2 separate regions of the Mus musculus genome follow, and region 2 is linked to region 1. A link is a contact called in public HiChIP or PLAC-seq data. All regions are on one chromosome and are shown on one strand. The core of a region is the stretch at or near the end of the contact, and the rest is flanking DNA. Distances in the headings are between cores, read along the strand shown. Region 1 overlaps Gm26843 (a long non-coding RNA gene). Region 2 overlaps Gnao1 (guanine nucleotide binding protein, alpha O).

The links. HiChIP or PLAC-seq counts read pairs in DNA pulled down with a chosen protein or histone mark.
Region 2: an H3K27ac HiChIP or PLAC-seq map of heart atrium shows a contact between it and region 1, with 6 read pairs. The contact joins two enhancer-like sites. A contact is called at or near these places in 1 of 484 Hi-C or Micro-C datasets (cerebral cortex) and 4 of 115 datasets of contacts at active chromatin or transcription factors (astrocytes, embryonic stem cells and heart atrium).

What each region holds. Positions count from the first base shown.
Region 1 is chr8:93,596,646-93,603,356 of GRCm38.p6, reverse strand. All of the region lies in intron 8 of Gm26843 (a long non-coding RNA gene), which reads left to right. Among named protein-coding and RNA genes, the nearest start is that of Ces5a, 64 kb to the right of the region's middle. Within about 2 kb of position 4,331, at least 49 of the 459 cell types and tissues checked have an H3K27ac peak or open chromatin away from gene starts, as enhancers often do. A contact at or near this core is called in heart atrium, where this site is marked.
Region 2 is chr8:93,868,882-93,875,592 of GRCm38.p6, reverse strand. All of the region lies in intron 2 of Gnao1 (guanine nucleotide binding protein, alpha O), which reads right to left. Among named protein-coding and RNA genes, the nearest start is that of 4930488L21Rik, 59 kb to the right of the region's middle. Within about 2 kb of position 4,117, at least 26 of the 459 cell types and tissues checked have an H3K27ac peak or open chromatin away from gene starts, as enhancers often do. A contact at or near this core is called in heart atrium, where this site is marked.

The DNA of each region.
Region 1 (6,711 bases), core at 3,082-5,581:
CCTCGTCTCTCTCTACCCCCCATTTGGTTATTAGGAGGAGGTCCCCTTGAGATCCTCGAATAACTGGACCTGCTGGACGGGTCATTCCACAGCGATAGAAGAGCCATTGCTGTGTCTGTTCCCAGCCCCTTGGACTTGCATGCATTAATCCCCCATCTGTGCTCCATTTTACATTCATCCTTGCAGGTCTTGGGGTTCACATAGACTTGAAAGAGTCCTGGTCCCCATGGAGTTTTCAACTCTTCTCCAGACTTGTGGTGATTTGAATGAGAATGCTCCCATAAGCTCAGATGATTGAGCATTTTGTCTCAGCCTAAGGAGGAATTACTTGGGAAGGACTAGATGTGAACTTGTTGGAGGTGGCATGTCACTTCGAGTGGACTTTGAGGTTTTAAAAGCTCATACCATCCCCAGTTAGTGAGATCTCTCTGATGCTAGAAACTTGTCTCCTGGATCTACTGGTGCGTTGATCTTCATCATTCAAACTCCAGAACTCTGAGAACATAAAATCCTATTGTTTAAGTCGCCCAGCCCATGGTAATGTGTTATAGTAGCCTGAGGAGTTTTCCTCTCTGTTTAATCTCACCCACTCTCATTCTACCTCTTGGCTAGCTATTCACATAGTTTAAAGTCTTTTTTATTGGTAATTTTTTTAAATATAAAAGGCATAATCATAAAGATTTTAGATTTTTGTGGGCCTTCACGGCTATCTCTTGATGTAGTAGTCATTGATAGTATTTGAACAAATGGGTGTAGCTATGTTCCAATAAAACATTATCAGTGGACACTGGCATTTGAATATGGTATCATTTTTGCCTTCAATGAAATTTTCTTCCTTTGATGTTTCAATTCCAATAAGGCAAAAAAGAAATTTATTGAGTTTGTGGGACATACACAGGCAGCTGGAGTCTGTATTTTGATAGTCCCTGGGAAACATTCTCAGACTTCTTCAAGACAATTCTGCATTATGATAGTCCACTCTCATAGATACCCCCTCAAACAAGCATTGAGCATCCATGATGGCCAGGGAGCAAGTTTGTATCTGATGCTGGGGGTATGCATCTGAAAAAGACATGGTTATGAGCCTGGGCAGAGCTAGGGTTGATTCCAGGGCTCCCCTTCCTCGCAGCAATCCTGAGTCATGGAGATGTGTGCTTCCATCTAAACATCTCCGGCTGTATTTTGCTTCTCTTACATGCTCAGTGCACAGTGGGATAGAAGACTCAGCTTAGCACATTCTGATCACTTGCTGGCCCTTGCTTTTTTATGAGTCTTTTTTAAGTAGTCTTGTGGTCTTCTGTTCTTCTAGAGTTCGTGGGTGCTCAAGTATCCACGATGGTGAACTATCATCATTCAAAAGACTGTCGTAAGGAAGGAATGTCCCTTAAGTCTCCATCTTTTGTGTGCATCCCAGACACTCAGTAGTTTTGCTGCATTCATTGGAACATCAGAGGAAGAGTGTTTCATTACAGGCAAAAATAATAGTGTTCAAATTTCAGTGTCCATAAAGTTTTATTGGAACACAGGAAGTAGACAAAATATTCTCTTAATGAGATTACTGACCTTTTAATTGAAGAGCCACAGTTGTTTTGTTTTGTTTTGTTTTGTTTTTTTCCATTCATAGAACGCTCCCAAACTACTTCTATGACAGTTCACAGCCCAACTCATGAACATCCTGAGAACTGCAGGACTTCTGTTGGATGCTTTCCTCATCTGCTTATGTTGCCTCTTGAAGGAGAGGCAAGATAAATGGCTCAGAACTCAGGTCTTTGGCTGGGGCAAAGGAGCCACCCTACTGAAACATTCTAGTACAGTTTAGCAGAGAGTCGAGATTTCATATGACAGTAAAGGACCAGCAGAGTCAGATGGCAGTGTTCTGTTGGCCCTTTAGCTCCAAGCAGATGCTCGAGGCCCTGGAGGCTATAGATGCATAAAGTGAGCCTGCGGTGTGCCAGGTTTATAGACAAGATTTCTGCAAGGAAGCAACTTGCCTGAGAGAGGAGGGGAGAACCTTGAACACTTTCAGTCTTCATCTGCTTGTCTGTATTTAGCTCCAAGCGAGGGATATGAGAAAGGACCTCGGACTCACTCTCAAAACATTTCTAGTAAACCCAGGAGTTGTTACCTGCTGGGTCGATGGTGCGATTTAACAGGCAGGAGGTAAAACAGGAAGGATCTGAATTCTTTTTGCTAAACATACTGTCATCAGATCTGCTGCACTGACAGCTGCTGGTCTCCTGCCAGGTGACAGGTGTTTCCAGGGTCTTGTGCTAGACCTTGGATGGTGCCAACGCTCTGGAGTTGAGTTAGTTCATAGTCCACATGTATCTCAGAATACGCCGGGAGCTCACAGCTGATGGAGACTTGGGGTCTGACACTCCCCACTGCCTTCCTCTGTGACTTGGGATAATAATTCCTAATACTTCCCTGGGTCATTTTCCTTTTGTAAAATGCCCAAATCAGCCATTTTCAATCTTAGCTGCCCATTGTTACAGCCCAGAGGTTTGTTTGTTTGTTTGTTTGTTTTTAAAGTAATTCTGATATCTGAAGGTCCACAGCCAGTAAATCTGTGTTAAATGATAAATTTCCCACATCTTAGTAATTGATCCCTGACTTCTGGATTGGACATATGGCTTTGACCTTTTGATGGTGCAAAAAGTGATATATACTTAGTAAAAACAAAAACAAAAACAAAAAACAAAACCAAAAAATAGCCTTTTTCATTTCCGACCTTTTTTCAAGTCAATGATGGTATTTTCTTATCATGGTGTCAGACAAAGGAAATCAAAAATATTTTGGAGTGGCCTGTGTGGCTAAGTTGGCACGTTTGGTAGATCACATCTATGGAATAAACTTAAATTTATAGTAGTTCATCTAGCTCTAATTCCATTAACCTCTGTTTCCCTTATAGGCAGTGTTGATAGCCAGCAAGCCAGCCACATGACTGTTCTCAGAACTAAGGATACCCCAGCAATGGCTGTGTGATCCTTGGAGAGTCAGAAGGGCAGGGCCAGCTTACAGCTTTGGATTTACTCAGTAATTCAAGCTTCCGTCTCCAAGTGATGAAGACAATGAGCGTAAATAATACTATAATTGGACTAGGTGTGAAGAGACTTAAATGCTCCTTCCAGGTTCTCTGATCTGTTTAAATGTGTGATTGAAAAGTCAGCATTTCCCATCATGTGAAGGGGCGTGAATGTGTTCGGAAGGCTTCATACATGATGCAAGGGCAGCAGCCTGAGAAATCCTAGAGTCTGGCTGCTGCTGCTGAGGTCTTTCAGCTCTGATTCGGAGGTCCCCAGGGGCAATGATTCAGTCCCTCCTCCCCATGCTGGAGCCACTTGTTGACAGTAAGCTCAAGAGAAGTCACTGTTTGTAAGCTCAGCATCAGTGTCCCCCGAGAGTGCGGCCAGCTGGCAGCAGTGCAGAAAGAAGTAAACACATTTGACTTTTCTCTATTGACAATGCCGCATATGTGATGCTCAAGAAGACCGGATGTCTGTGTCAAGGCAGCAGGCTCACTGAGGCTTCGCATCAAGCCCAAGGGCAAGCCCAGTTCTTGCTAGGTTTACTGTGTATGTTGGTCCAAAGGTAGGTAGCCAGACGCAGCTATTGCCCGGAACCCAGTTCAATCCCTGGAACAGAAAAAAAAAAAAAAAAAAAAAAAAAAAAAAAAAAAAAAAAGAAAGAAAGAAACATCTTTAGAGACTGTCTCTTCAGATCAGCCCTCCAGAATGGCCACCTCGATGCTGGAAGAATCCAGAGCTAGCATAATGAGCAGAGATTAGCAGATTGGAAGCAGGTTTCCGGGCTGAGCTCCGAGCCTGCCCCTGACATGGAGAGATCTTGCCGGCAGTGCCTCTTCTCCACCACATAGCACGTGGCAACTTAGCGGCAATGAAATTCATTGTGCGCAATGGAGTGTCAGTTGCTTACTGCTAATGGATGATTTCAAATGGGGAGAAAGATTTATTCAGTAAGTCAAGCATACGTTTCCAAGAGAAGATAACTGGGAGTAAAAACAATTACATGGTTAAACGGGAAATTTTAAACACATCTCCCAAATTCTCCATCAGTCTGTGTAATTTGAAAGGCTGTGGGGATTTGGTTCAGCAAATTATTAATCGAGATTCTTTTCTTTTCCCTGTCTGGTAGCCATTTCAACATGCTAGTGATGGGTGTGGAAGAAACAAGGGGCAGGAGTTTGGCAGCCTCTTGCAGTCCCGAGGCTTGGATTTCTTGGGATTTAGTAGGCTGTCCTTGTGGTGGTCAGAGAGGGCTCAGGAATACTTTGCTGACATCAGGCAAGAATCCAGAGCCCTGCTCAGAGCGCCTTCAGAGGACATCTGGCCAGCTTCATTGTGACAGTGAGGTCCAGATTAGGAAAGGATCACACGAGGGTCGATTGCGGGGCTCTTTGCCAGGCCTCGCCACTGTTGTTTCTACGGAGTGGGAATACTAACACTGGCCTCAGTGAGATGTGCCAGGGAAGAACGGGAATAGGAAGGAGATACATTTAGTCCCTGGAAAGGTGGGGAAGGATTTGCCACGTACTTATTTACATTCATTCTGTGAGGATCCCACGTCTTTTACCACCTTACCAGCTGTGCCTACAGCGAGGTGAGGCTCCTGGTTCCCTGTCCCCCCTGCGTTGAGCACAGGCATAGGCAGACACAGCCCCTGACATTTTCCTTGATGGTGACAGCTGGTGAGACTTTTGACTAAAGGCATAAAGAGCAAGCAGCAAAGAACAGTTACTGTGTTAAAAGCAGTTTAAAAAATGTGCTGCACCATCTGTTTGGCCACAGAGGTTTTGTGGGGCATGCGTGGGGTTGGGGGGGGAGCCTCATCTCCCACTTCTGGGTGTCACCTTGGTCAGGGCCAGCAAGGAGAAACTTTTCCAAGACTGCAACCTTTGTCTTTTACTTACCTCAGCCTCTCTTTCTGCTCCCCATGCAAAGCCTCATCTTGGTTTTTTGAAAAGACATTTTCTCAACTTCTTCAACTGCTGATGAAGTACCAGATCTGTAGATCGTAGTGGATTGGCTCAAAGGTGGGCTTTTGCTTTCAGCATTGATTATGTAAGCTGGCACACTGTAAGAGAAATAGGACTTAGGATAGTATCTTAGCTGAGGACGGAGCTCCGTGGTAGAGCACTTTGTGTACAAAGCTCTGGGTTCAAATCCTAGGCTTCACTCTGTGTTTTCTTTCACATCTTAAAGTAGTCCACCTTTTTTTCCTGCTGACATTTCTTATTAAACTCACATCTGGTATATTTTTCAGTTTTGTTTTATTTTGTTGTTGTTGTTGTTAAAAAATTATAACAATACGTGTTCTAATTAGTTATCTCCGTGTTACACGGAAACTATTAATGTTGTTTGCTAATTTCACACACACTTCTTTTGATGAATTCATGTTTAATTACATGAATATCTTGGCGCTTGTATGTTTTTGATGTAGGTCATTATACTGATTGCAAATATCAACAGCTTTGTCTCTTTCTGTTGAGTGTTGAATTTCTTATTTCCTTCTCTTGTCTGTCACTGAGCAAGCTTTGAGTACAACATTAATAAGTAGCAGTGCTTCTGAGCATCTGCTCTGATCCTGTCTCCAGCTATCACCTGTGCTGTGAGTCCAGGGCAAACAAGCGTCGTTTGTTGTTTCAATAAAAAAAAAAGTATTAAAAGTTTATCAAATTTCAGCGTGTTAAAATCATTCGCTGAGATGATTTTAGTCTATTGAGTCACCTGGATTGTTTTTTAATTTTGTATTCGCCTTACATCCTGGCTCTAATAAACTACTGGTTTTGATTTTCTGATGTTTTATGTAGGGATTTTATATGTTTACTCCTAAACAAAATGGTGTCTTTCACCCCATATCCACTGCCTTTTCCTTGTCTAGTTTTGGTACTTCGTTGTGCTAGACACATGAAATGAACTGAGTAGCCTTTATTTCCCTGGTATAGTGCAGTGAATGGAATTACAGCTTTCTTGAATGTTTGGTAGAATAGGACCATTAACTCTTCCCATCTGTACACCTCAGCGTGGGATGGGTGTGGGTAGACCCTCTCTTGTTGCCATGGCTTTGACTTATTGTTCTTTGATGGTGGTCTTTCTCAATTTTCTTGGTGTACTGTTTCCCAGAAAGCTTTCAAATCATCTACACATGAAATGTTTTTGTGTAAATTAGTATGCACTCACTCTTGAATTAAAAAAAGAAATATATTTTGAGGCCTCAGAGATTCCTATTAGCATTCCTATTGTTTGCCTAACAAAGCAATGGTGAAGGGTGCATTGCGAAGACACCATATACTCATGCAGAGACTCTCAACTGGACACAGTGCTGCAGAGACTAAGTGGCTGTTGAGTGATCCATCCTACGTGGGGGCATCTATATCATGTCCTTCAAGGTCCAGGGACCATCATGAAAGATAGATTGTTAGAGCTGGAGGACAGGTAGGAGAATCGGGAACACTGTCTTCTGAATAGGACGTGGCCATTGCCGCCATCAACACACACACAGCAGCTGTGGGTACTGGTGAAGGACCAAACACACACACACAAGCACACATGCACACATGTAAATGTGACATAGAAGTGGGAGGGGGACTGGTTGGGAAGTAGGAAGTCAGCATGTATGGGAAGACATAAGAGGGTAAGGGGGTGCCTGCTATGATCACTGTGACCACAATACATGGTTTACATTATGGCA
Region 2 (6,711 bases), core at 2,868-5,367, 270 kb before region 1:
AGTGCCCTTCTTCACTGTGGACCATAGGTTGGCTGGTATGCTGCCCCTGATGGCACTAGCCACACTTGCTGATAGAACGAGCCCAGCAGGAAGTGAGGAAAAGTGCTAAACCATTGACACATTATTTGTATTTTACTCTGTTGTCCTAGTAAACATGGGCAGGAGCCAGGAGAAGCCTACTAATCCAGAACAACTAGTGTGAGCCACGGTAGAAGCATGCTCCCATATTTCTTTTGATTTTGGCCTCATGGAGGACATCATGTAGTCCAAGGAACTGAGAAGATGCAGGAACAGACAAAAGAAGGCCTTGCACAGCTGGACATATGGCCACTGATCAGACACATGGAACCCTACTGACAATCATGTGGCTTCAACTGACAAGTAGTTCAGAAATGTTGGGTAGCCAGGTGTCAGGTTTTTTTTTTTCTTTCCATTTTTTATTAGGTATTTAGCTCATTTACATTTCCAATGCTATACCATAAGTCCCCCATACCCACCCACCCCCACTCCCCTACCCGCCCACTCCCCCTTTTTGGCCCTGGCGTTCCCCTGTTCTGGGGCATATAAAGTTTGTGTGTCCAATGGGCCTCTCTTTCCAGTGATGGCCGACTAGGCCATCTTTTGATACATATGCAGCTAGAGTCAAGAGCTCCGGGGTACTGGTTAGTTCATAATGTTGATCCACCTATAGGGTTGCAGATCCCTTTAGCTCCTTGGGTACTTTCTCTAGCTCCTCCATTGGGAGCCCTGTGATCCATCCATTAGCTGACTGTGGGCATCCACTTCTGTGTTTGCTAGGCCCCGGCATAGTCTCACAAGAGACAGCTACATCTGGGTCCTTTCGATAAAATCTTGCTAGTGTATGCAATGGTGTCAGCGTTTGGATGCTGATTATGGGGTGGATCCCTGGATAAGGCAGTCTCTACATGGCCCATCCTTTCATCTCAGCTCCAAACTTTGTCTCTGTAACTCCTTCCAAGGGTGTTTTGTTCCCACTTCTAAGGAGGGGCATAGTGTCCAACTGAGAAGATGCAGGAACAGACAAAAGAAGGCCTTGCACAGCTGGACATATGGCCACTGATCAGACACATGGAACCCTACTGACAATCATGTGGCTTCAACTGACAAGTAGTTCAGAAATGTTGGGTAGCCAGGTGTCAGGGATTCTTAGACCATGGTACCCAGAGAAACATCCTAATCTACACTCTAACTGTTAAGGCATTTGGAGGGATGGAACATATCAGCAGGAGACAGTGGGGGAGAACTGTTGTGCTAGACTCTCTGTTAACTAGAGGCCAATTTGGAGAGTTTTGGGGCAAGAGTCAAAGCCACAGACAGGGCTGAGGCGATCCAGTGTAGAATACTTGCTTAGCCTATATCAGCTTATATCCTAGCTCCACAAAATAAAACAAATCAAGTTGTAAATCCCAGCATCGAATCCTCATCACGCGGCACAGCACAGGAAATATGGCTTATGGAAGACCTACTCCTCCTGGTGGGGACCCAAGTCCTTCTGGTCAAGGCTCGACCTATGGACAGTAGGAGGCTGTTAGTCCCTGACCTCCTACCCAACCCTGTATGCTTGGCCTAGCTCTTTTGGAGCTAGTTCAGTTGGGAATGCAGCCCAAAGAAGGAAGTAAACTCCATCTATGGCTAAATACCAGCATGAAATGGAAAGTCAACGAAAGAAAGTTGAAAAGAACTTTGAGAAAAAAAATATAAATAAGGCATGAGCCTGAGTGAAAGAGAGCAGATCCTCTTTGTTTAGGATAAGGTGGGAGTAGGGGAGAGAGAGAGTAGCTCGGATCTATAGGGCTCACATCTCCAGTTCCCTGTTGCTTAGGAGGCCAAGCAATAGCAAGTTCATAAGTTGCAAACCTTAGCCCGAGGGTTGAAGGAGAACCAGAATGTGAGGGAAAAGGATTGATCCAGTTGTCCCAAAAGTAGATTGGTGGGTCACTTTCCTCAATACCATCAAACTAGAGGGAGTGAGAATCCCATGCCACCAGCTGCAGACTGCTGCTACTCAGGTCCCACAAACAACCACAGGGAACGCATTACTGAATGATTAAAGCCCCAGCAGAAGAGCAGTCGGAAACAGTGCACATGCTCAGTGCCTTAGGAGGCATATAACAGTATGACCAGACCATCCCAGTACCCAGAGAGCAATGCAGGACACATGCAGAAGATGTTCTACACAGTACAATACTGTCTTCCCAACTGCAGTACAAGGGTCTCTCCCTGCTGAGTTGTGGGTGTGAGGCCCTCAGGAACTAATGGGAATAAAACTTCCAAGTATACAGATATACTTCCAGGAGAATACAGAGAGCACATGTGAACAGAAAAAGCAATGATGTGCAGGGCAGACCCAAGCAGATCAGACTGGGCAGGCATATTGGGAGTTCTAGAAGAAAGAGAAAGTGATGGATGAGAGTCAGTAATCAAATAGCAAGCAGAAGTCCTAACTGAGAAAGCCTTGCGTGCAGACTGAAAAGGTGCACAGAATCCCAAGCAGAAGGACAAGGAAAGACACATACAATTCTTCAACTTAAGGATGAGCAAACAGCACTGTAAGAATGCAGGTTCACCAGGCATGGCAGAGCACTGTAAGACTCAAGAGTAGCTAGGCATGGAGGACAAGTTCTAGACTGTAAGCTACAGAGGCATGATGGTGAATGTCTGCAATCTCAAATTCTATGCTACATAGCAAGACCTTGTCTCAAAAATAAAAACAAACACCATGCCTAAACCACAAACAACAAAAAGCAAATCTAGGGCAGGGAGGCAGTCAGAGGCAGAGAAGCACCTACCTTAAAAAAAAAAATCAGGCCTGTACTGGAATTCTTTTCTGAAACATGACCAGCCAGAAGAGTAGAAAGCCATGCGGACTATTTCAGAAGGAACCAAAGCTGCCCATAGCGTTTGGCCAGCATTTTTAGGGCATAAGATCATGATCAATTCTTTTAGATATTACAGTCATGAGCCCTTATGCCTAGCTTAATTTATGTGGTGATTTGAATAAGGATAGCTCTCACAGGCTCACAGATTTGAATGCTTGGTCATTAGGGAGTGGTGCTAACTGACAGGGATTAGGAGGTGTGGCCTTGTTGAAGGAAGTGTGTCACTGGGGATGGACTTTAGGGTTTCAAATGCTCAAGCCAGGCCCAGTGTCCCTCTCTTCCTGCTGCCTTCAGATGTGGAACTTTCAACTACTTCTTCAGCATCATGTCTACCTGTGTACTGCCATGCTTCCTGCCATGACAATAATGAAGTCAACCTCTGACACTGTAAGCCAGCCCCAGTTAGATGCTCTCCTTCTTAAGGTTTGCTATAATCATGGTGTCTCTTCACAGCAATAGTGCACTAAAACAATTTAATAATATAGGAACAAGGTTCAGTCATGGCTTACACTAACTGTTCCAAACATCAGCTCTCTTATATTCCCAGACATTCCATTTATGGAAAATATTTAGATGCAAACAACAAATTCACCATAACAGATATCCCAACATGGGAGAAATGAGTGGGTCAGGATGCAGATGAGTAAGGATGTCTGCTCGCCACTCCTCTTTCCTAACTCTACATGGGCATTGACTCGGCTCTGAGAGAGCAGCCATACACAGAGACTGTATACAGAAAGGGCACACGGTGGAAGGCCCAGTTCTGCTCTGAATGTTGGTTAGATCTCCAACATCATGGGAAAAAAATGAAAAGAAAAATATTTAGTTCAAAAATAAGAAACACACTCTGGAGAAACCTAGAATCAAAAAGGAAACCAGGAAAGATATGGAAAACTATATAAGCATCATAAACCACTTCCCCAGGTGGACAGCAAAGTTTTTCCCAGAGGCAATACACACAAGAAGCAAGGAAGAACACAAGATCACAGACAAACGCTGTCAAAAGCAAAGCAAGATTCAAAACAGCAAAGGAGTGGAGGGCGTTCATAAATGCAAAAGACCTTAAACCAAGCAAAACAAGGTTTATTATGGGTGGTTAGGAGAAAGACAGCAAGCAGAACAAGGCCAGGAACAAGAGCAGAAACTCAACCACAGCTGTGGAAGAGATAACGTCATGGCAGAACAGTGTGTCCAACCCTCTGTGGCCGCAGACCTGAGAATCTGATGATCCTGTTGCCAAACATAACCTCCAAAACTGACTCAGCTCGAGGAATGTCTGAACAGACATGTCACCAAGAAAGAGCGGCCAGAGTGACCAGAAAATAAATAGATGTGTGTGTGTGTGTGTGTGTGTGTGTGTGTGTGTGTGTGTGTGTGTGTGTGTGTGTGTGTACAATAATATTATTTCAAAACTTAGATTTTTCAAAACTATCAAAATAAGCTAGGCAGGAAAGTTCATGTTTGTGATCCTAACACTTGGGAAGCTGAGATACGAGGATTGCTGTGAGCTCAAGGCTAGCTTAATAAAACTAAGATACTTACCATAATTTTGAGAATTTTCTTGTGAGAGGGGTAAATGATTCATTGTTGAGTAGTTACTTTAACTCCAGCCCCCTGTAAATTGTTTTATTGATTACAATGGTCTTTTGATTTAAACAATAGTGTCTTACGTTTCCTGAACTGCCAACCTGAACTGCCAACTTTAAGGTTATTTTATCTCTTACTTTGCACACAGAGAGACAGACCTTCTCTAAAAAGTCACAAAAGTAAAATCAAAACAAAACAAAACAAAACAAACAAACAAACAAATAAGATGTAGAGGCTGGAGAGCTGGGTCAGCAGCTATGAGTATTTGTTGTTCTTACAAAGGATGCAAGTTTGACTCCTGGCACTCATGTGGTGGCTCACTATTGCCTGTAACTCCAGTCCCAGGGGATCCAAAGCCTTCTTTTGGCCCCTGTGGGTCCTTAACACACATGGTACACATACATGAATGCAGGCAAAACCAAAATAATAAACAATTAAACTGAATCTAGTCAAAAATCAAAGGGAAAAAAATAATGTTGCGATTGACTGTCACTCTGGGATCATAGCGTGTTTATCAATATCATCCATGACAATCACCATGGGGTGCAGGGTGCAGGGCACGGAGTTCAGGGTCACAGCAATGGAGCAAAGCTAGTACTTCTTGGCAATGGTATTGAGGCAGGTAAAGAAGGACTGGATTTAATGCTGGTGCACACTCCAGGAATGAATGAAGGCACTCCAGGAATGAATAAAGGCACTCCATGAGGTCCCACTAATATGCACAGTTAATAATGCATGTTACATTTTTAAAAAGAAAAATTCTGACCATTTCTAAGTAAAAGCCAGACATGGAAACTATCTACTTATCCAGAATAAAAGCTAGCAACATTCAACAACTATGTTGTGAACAGTAATGGTCGTCACTATTGTTACTTATTATGATCTTAAAACTAACAAGAAAAGTAGGAAAATGGCACCAAATGTTGCAAAAATAATCTTAGTAAGGTGCTATTATTTAGTAATAATCTGACAAGGGGCTGGATCCAATATGAACACTCAAAAAGTGGAATAGTTTTATCTACTAGCAAGAAAAACTTAAACTATGGTAATTGCTTTAATTTAGCCATTCCACAATGTAGATATATTTTAAAATAACTTCTGTGTGATAAATACTATATAAATTTCTCAGTTAGAAATTAACTTTGGGCCATGGAGATGAAGAAATTTTAAAAATCTGAAGACACGGCTGGGTATGGTAGCATATGCCTTTAATCCCAGTACTTAGGAGGCAAAGGCAGGCGATCTGTGTCAGTCTGGTCTACATAGTGAGTTCCAGGGTAGCTATAATATATATATATATAATAACACTTTTAAAAAAAGACATGTTTGTGAAGGGAACACTTAACATTATAAAGTTTACCGTATGATGTAAATTTACTACAAGTTTTAACTGAATTTTAACAAATCTTCCTGGGGCTTGGTTTAGATTTAGAAGCTCAGAGTTGGCATCTCCCTTCCACCCCCAACATGGGGAAGAGAGAGGTTCAGGTTGGGCTCCTCTAGCTTACACTGCTACCCAGACCCTCAACTCTGCTCCCACTGGAGGACAGAGGTTTATAATCCATTAGGTATGAGCTGGGTAAGCCATGCCGATACCTTCTGCGGGGACTGAACCTGAGAGCAGCCCATCAGGACAGCACAGCTCAGAGCTGTCATGGGAGGGTAGGGCCATGAGCATGCCGCCTGCTTTCACTCACCAACGATGAAGGAGAGGAGTGGCCAATGTGTGCCCTACTGAGATATGACAATATTTTCATTTCTACAATTCACCTCTGGTTTGTTTGAAATGATTCTCCACCACTAAGTCTTGCTATACATCCTGGAGACAGAGTGGCTGTTCCCTCTTTGTCACCTCCCAGGCAATAGAGCAGAAGTTTGGAAAAATGACATCTCTTCAAGGTCGCTGGTCCTTCCAACTCAGTCTTCTGACTTCATCTCCCAAGCTTCCTCTCTACTAATCTTTGTGATAAGACAAAGTTGCAGGGCAAAGTTGGAGGAATGATGTTGGTGGTAGGTCCTGGCACAAAACCTATGGTCCTTTAGAGTCCTCTGGGAGAGCTGGCTGGAACCTGGGATAGGCAAGAGGGGGTTGGGGTTGTTCTCTGTTGGAATCTTCAGCTCGAGATGTCTGGTGCTGCTGCTATCTCCTGGGACACTCTGAGGTCAAGTGAGAGCAACTCCCTGAAAAAAACTGTTGGCAGCAGGCAAGCGCCAGCTCTGAGTA